Linked DNA regions of Mus musculus: region 1 is linked to region 2. A link is a contact called in public Hi-C data. All regions are on one chromosome and are shown on one strand. The core of a region is the stretch at or near the end of the contact, and the rest is flanking DNA. Distances in the headings are between cores, read along the strand shown. Region 1 overlaps Stx8 (syntaxin 8). Region 2 overlaps Stx8 (syntaxin 8).

Region 1 (3,062 bases), core at 461-2,960, 74 kb before region 2:
GCTTCACATCTCCAGGTAGGACTTAGCAACGTGACTGTTGAGGGGCTAGCTCTCACGTGTCCCCTCCCCTGGAAGGTCTGTGTCCACAGAAGGAACGGTGCCTTCCCATTTGCTACTGTATCTCGGACCTAATGCAGAGCCTGCACACAGAGACGCCATACAGATGTAACACATGAAGAAGCACACTGAATATCTGGAAGGGCAAGAAGAGACAGGAAGAGTACTGAGTAGAGAGGAAGAAACTGGGAAAATATGTCAAGTAGGAAATTCAAAAATGGTCCAAATCAACCAACAAATATCACAGGTACATGGAGCCAAGTGTCTTAGGTTCTAGAAGTTCAAAGAGGACAGGAAGTTTCAGCTGAAGGGGTGGGGCCTATGAGAAAGAAATACAGTGTTGCCTTTAAAGGTGATAATGTGTCTACCACAGAAACTGTGTCAGACACATGGCACTTCAGTAGCAGCATGTTGGGACACACACACACACACACACACACACACATCCCCGAAGGGATGCATACTTCCCTCTTGACACCTTAGACAGTAAGTTGATTGCATGCTATAAAGTAGGGGCTTATCCAAAGACAAAAAGGGAACTTCAACAGCAAAAACAAATAAGACTTTTATATTTTAAATGCTTTCAGGCAAACACAAGTCCATTGAGAGGTCATTTTCAACAGTGTTAAGTAAACTTAGTGCTGGGTGCACTGAGGAAGTCATTTGTAGGGGAGAAGAAAGCGGTAAGTAAAAGCCAGCTGTGGCTTCGGGATCCTTTGGGCCACGAAGACCTGACTTAGTGGCCTGATCACAGCAACAGTGTTTGATCTGTGATGACAGCTTCGGCACCCTTCTGGAAATGTCCTGGAAGTATGGATCCTTTCAAAGGCACTAAAGCTCAGCCCAGTTTGAGGTCAAAGCTAGTAACAAGGTCCGGGGCTCAGGACAAGAGGTGTATTACCTGGCTCACTGATCCGTAATTGGCCACTCTCTGTTCCGTATACAAGGAAGCAGAGGTTCTGGAGGGCTGCATGGGGAGCCAGCTAGCTCTGCTCTCACCTGTGCTTTTAACCCCTTCCTAAACCATGGGGGCCCACCCAGGGCTCCTGACAACCAACAGAAGACAGGGTTCACCAGGGATAAAGGGCCAGACCCTTTGGGGCTGAAAAACTAAGATACAATTCCTTTTCTTTATCTCCTTCTCTTTGTGCCTCTACTTTTTATGGTGGAAATACCAGGCACACACACACACAAAGTAAAAGCAGCCAGGAACACTTACTGTCATGAACTGAACTGGTTCTTGGCCAGTCTGCTTCCATGTGCACCTTCACTTGCCCCTGTGGCCAGAAATGGGTCTCTGGTGTATATCACCCGAAGGCTTACAGTAAGAGTCACTGACAGAAGTCAGTCACTGTCATATAACCATGGCAGGCTTGAGCCCTCATCTTTCTGACATGGACAGTGGGTCTAAGTTTGCAGAATGGCCCCTGAAACAACCTGAGCCATGCATACTGAATCAACTCTCAAAGACAGAAATTGGGGTGTTTTCTTTTTCCTCCTAACAGGGCTGCAGCCTCCGGGGCTCTCGCCATCCATCCCCAGCTAAGGAAATGTTTGACATTTCAGAATGAAACTGACAGTTGAACTCCTGGGAGCCTGCCAGCTTCTAAACAATGAGCGCTCTGGGCCCAGCCCTAGCTCAGAACACCTGCAAGGCTCGGCTTTGGGTCACTTCCTCTGCATTTCACTCAGCTCCTGCCATGGCACTGCCGGCACCTGGCCAGGCAGATGTTTGCTCCCAAGACTCAAGCGTCCCTTTGAGGGGCAGGCACGAGGTGCCAAGGGTCAGGTTACAAGGGTCGGGGAAATGTCCGTTTCCTTTGGTCAGTTTACCAGATGAGTATCCAACACTTGGGATATTTACAAGTCTAGCATATGGCAACTTAAAGAGATGTAAGAAAACAAACTCCCTTTCAGATTAGGAAGGGACATTAATTAACACTGTGGCTTTGGAACAGGGACGTGTTTTCTGAAGATTGTTCATCTGGATTAATGGCCCATGCTCCCCCCCCCCCCCCCAGTGAAACACTGGAAACCACTGAGTGACAGCATGTGCTGCCAACACCCCCACTGCAGCAGAGAGCAGGTAACCGCCCTCACTGTTCACTGGCTAGGTGGGGGAAAAAAAAAGGAAAATTTGGAGGCCAGCTTTTCTAGGGAATGGTAGCCATTTTCACAAGGGCATCCTTGTCCAGAAGTTCTTTATATGCAGGGTTTGTCATAAGACAAGCCATCCTGACTCCCTGCTACTTGTTTTGAACCAAAATGCACGTTCTCATCGCTTGCCTTGTGTGTCACACTGTGCAGAGTCGTGGCCACCAGGCCAGCCCCACGCAGCCACCACCTGTGAGGATGAGACACGTGTGACTAACGCCTGCGGCGGATGAGTTTCCTCTCACAGTTGTGCTGTCAAAGGTGACATTTGCTTAAGCATCAGCCAGTTGGTTCTTGCAGATCAAACATAGATTTTAGAAATATTTTATTTTAGTTTTGCAGCAGGCTCTGGAGCCAAAGGTGGGGATTGAGCAGGACAAAAGACAGAACTGGGATATTTATTTTCAAAAGTTCATGTAAATGTCCCCTTGAATCCCAGTACTAGGTAAATAAGCCAAGAAAGAAGAGGACCGTGGGCGAAGATGAATGTGTTTGCTTTTTGCTCGTTTGAATTAATTGACAGCTGGAAAATGCAGCCTACTCTGACGCAGTCGATGCTACTTGCCTGCTCGTGGTGTGGACATCACAGCTTTCCACCAAGCGACCTCACAGCTCAGCAGGCCAGACAGCCAGACACTGGTGGGCAGGACAGCACTTCCCGCCCCTGGTCTCATCCTTCCTGAGGGTACTTTACCTCACGGGTGTACGTGTTAATTGCCTTTAGTAAAGTTTTCATTAAAACACCAGGCAAAAGGCAAGAAGAGCCTCCCATGAGTTTGGTTTTGTTCTTGTCTGACATGCAAACCATCACTCCGAGCTTTTCTTTCTCTTTCTCGGCTGAGGTGGGGCGG
Region 2 (3,183 bases), core at 175-2,674:
AGGCCAGCCTGGTCTACAAAGTGAGTACCAGGACAGCCAGGGCTACACAGAGAAACCCTGTCTCAAAAAACCAAAAAAAAGAGATGATCCCCTAGACCTACCCGGGAAGCCCGTAGGGAACTGATCAGGCTACGGGGTGCAAGTTTTTTGTTGCTGCTATTTTGTAGGATTTCACTATATTGCCCAGGCTAGCCTCAAATCTTTTCTATACTTTATTTAGTGTGTGTGTGTGTGTGTGTGTGTGTGTGCATATCCTCACCCTTGCACTTGTGCATGCCACACTGCACATGTGTAGGTCAGAAGACAGCTTGTGGGTCTGGCTCTCTCCTTCCACTACGTGGGTCCTGGCGGTTGTCAGGCTTGGTGGTAGACACCTTAACCAATGATTCTTCTCACTGGCACATGGACTCAAACTCTTGATCCTGTGATTGGGGGTGTTCATTGCAGCACAAGGTTCAAGAACCTCTTAACCTTATTTCTTAAACTAGTTGCTAAATGAACTCTCTCTATATACGGTCACTCCCGCCCTTAGTTCTTGAGTCATTTCTTGATTATTCCTTGGACAAGGTCCTCACTCCTGGTTTTTTATTGTAAGATTGTTTGGGTCTTGTATTGACCAACTAATTTTTGTATATCCTCTCTTGTCTTTTAATTTTACTCAATGGAGCATTTCTTCAGGTTTATGTTCCAATCTGTGAAATTGCAGGGAGTTGGCCGGAGGCTCTTTCTATTTATGGTTTTCCACATTTTTTTTTCTCCCCCACAAACAAAAAGACAGGAAATAACTGATGTATGGAAGCCAATCTATTTGTAAGTCACTAAGTTCAACACCTGTACCTTGCTGGGATCTGCAGTTATTTAAAGTTTCAGTGGCAGGTCCATTTGGCAGCAGTGGAAATGGTGTCATTTCTACGATTAGTTCAAGGTGACAATACTGCTTGCTCTGTTAGAGACTGTCTGATCTTGAAGTTTTCTTTTGTTCTTTCTTTCTTTCTTTCTTTCTTTCTTTCTTTCTCTCTCTCTCTCTTTCTTTTTTGTTTTTGTTTTTGTTTTTGTTTTTCAAGACAGGGTTTCTCTGAGTAGCCCTGGCTGTCCTGGAATTTACTCTGTAGACCAGGCTGGCCTCGAACTCAGAAATCCGCCTGCCTCTGCCTCCAAGTGCTGGGATTAAAGGTGTGCGCCATCACCATCCGGCTCCTTGAAGTTTTCTCAAACTTAATAGTCCTTGGCATGATTTGGGTCCTTTAGGATATGACATGGCATCTTTTCCTAGTGTTCAACAGCTCCGTGAAGAACCTATAACTAAGAAAGGAATATCGAAGACCAGCCAGCAGATGGGGTTCTGTAATACTCTACAGAGCGTCCCCACCAGCTCACATCCGGTGTCTGTGTGTCAGGTGTTGCCCAGGGCCTCCCTGCTCAGCACCTGCCCTTCACTCTGCTCCTCACACTGGGGCTTGATTCTGCAACTTGCCCCTGCAGGCTCCCTGACAGCTGGCACAGAGGAAGAGGAAACTGTTCGGCATTTCTCTGTCTGTTTCTATCGGGTAGCCCTGCAGGCTGGCTAAGCCCCCAAGAGTGCAGCTGCGGAGGTAAAGCGTGGGTCTAGGAGCCCATCTGCAGCGGAGGCAGTTCTGTCTGGACAGCCTCCAGGGAGGACCACAGGATGGCTGCCCTTCCTCCTCAACGTGGCAGCCGCTTCACGGAAGAGACTCATATGGGGGAGACTTTACCTTTCCCCTCCCACTCTCTCATTTAGGAATATATATATATGAATATATATATATGAATATATATATATGAATATATATATATATGAATATATATATATATATATATATATATGCAACAACAATTTAAAAAACAGAGGCCTTGAATTTGAGAGAGAGAGAGAGAGAGAGAACAAGCAAGTGGGGAGGTGCACGGAAAAGGGTTGAGGAAGAAAAGAAAGGGGGAAATTGATATAATCATGTTTTAATTTTGAAAATTAAAAATAAAGAAAACAGTTTTGACACTGCCAGGATTACCAAAAACACACCTCTCTCTCTGATAAGATACCACTGAGTTGGCTCTTTAGGTCATTAATTTTGCTGAACTGCACAGTTATGCTATGTTACTAGGTATTAACTCACCAACTAAACGGAAAGATGGGCATGATGCCCCATCTCCAAAAGGCAATGAGGCAGGAGGATCTCAAATTTAAGACTAGATAGTGCTATATAGCAAAACTTTCCTTCAGACACACTTGCACACAGTCGTTTTCAAAAGTAAGCTACAGAGTGTGCCATAAAGATATACAGGAAGGCTTTTCAGGTGTACTTGTGGGGACTATTCCTGTGGTTATATCCTACGGTATACTTCCAGATGGCTCCATGTTCTGCAACCCATCAGGGAGAGAAATTGGCTGTCTGGGACAGACAAAACAAACCAGGGAATAGTAGCGTTTTATGGGTGTTGGCTGGGAGGGTGGGATGGAGCTCAAGTGTGAGGCCTTCCAGACATGTAATCTTGACCGAGTTGATGGACAAAGAGAGGTGGTGAAGACAGAACAGCGAAAACACAGGAAATGGAGGGGGAACTAGGAAGAGAAGAAAGGGGAGCATAGAGAAACCATGGAAGGGCTCCTCCCCCCAGAGATGGAGATGTGGTCTGGGGATGAGCAATGCTGCCTACATCAGGTTAGCTCATGTGGTCTAATCCAGGGCTCACCAAACTGGTTCCCTAGGGGCTACTAGTGCTTCAGGGCTGTTGGCTCAGGGAAACCTGGCTAGGCTTGTGTCCAGCATGCTCACACGGGAACTTGGGCTCCTAATTTTCAACATGAATATGAGTAAAATAAGACATTACCATTTTTGAAAGTCATGACCCTTGAAGTAAACACGTTGGTTCTGAAAAGGAAAGTTGGACTGATACCCTCAAATCTCCAAGCAGAAATTCATCAAAGACTCCTTATTTCCTATTGTCCTCAGGAGCTGGACAGGTTTCCCACAGGTAACAAAGCCAGATATGTGACTGGGCTTCTTTGACATAAATGTTAGAAATAGAATTTGAAAAACTATTGGATCCATTTTGAGTGATGCTACTAGTAAAATCAGTAAGTTACCCTGCCTCTTTCAGACACACATACACACACACACACACACACACACACACACACACACACACCTACCTCTTTAACAAGCT

Evidence for each region. Hi-C and Micro-C count contacts between places; a contact is called where the count stands out from the background.
Region 1: a Hi-C map of double positive thymocytes shows a contact between it and region 2, with 2.9 times the contacts expected there. The contact joins two enhancer-like sites. A contact is called at or near these places in 3 of 39 promoter capture datasets (cranial neural crest, embryonic stem cells and pre-B cells), 4 of 484 Hi-C or Micro-C datasets (the N1E-115 cell line, double positive thymocytes, nephron progenitors and 1 more) and 3 of 115 datasets of contacts at active chromatin or transcription factors (double positive thymocytes, regulatory T cell precursor and thymic regulatory T cells).

Annotation. Positions count from the first base shown.
Region 1 is chr11:68,198,644-68,201,705 of GRCm38.p6, reverse strand. All of the region lies in intron 7 of Stx8 (syntaxin 8), which reads right to left. Among named protein-coding and RNA genes, the nearest start is that of Mir6406, 21 kb to the left of the region's middle. Within about 2 kb of position 1,710, at least 77 of the 459 cell types and tissues checked have an H3K27ac peak or open chromatin away from gene starts, as enhancers often do. A contact at or near this core is called in double positive thymocytes, pre-pro-B cells, regulatory T cell precursor and 1 more, where this site is marked.
Region 2 is chr11:68,124,537-68,127,719 of GRCm38.p6, reverse strand. The region is part of intron 7 of Stx8 (syntaxin 8); the gene reads right to left. Among named protein-coding and RNA genes, the nearest start is that of Mir6406, 95 kb to the left of the region's middle. Within about 2 kb of position 1,424, at least 23 of the 459 cell types and tissues checked have an H3K27ac peak or open chromatin away from gene starts, as enhancers often do. A contact at or near this core is called in double positive thymocytes, pre-pro-B cells, regulatory T cell precursor and 1 more, where this site is marked.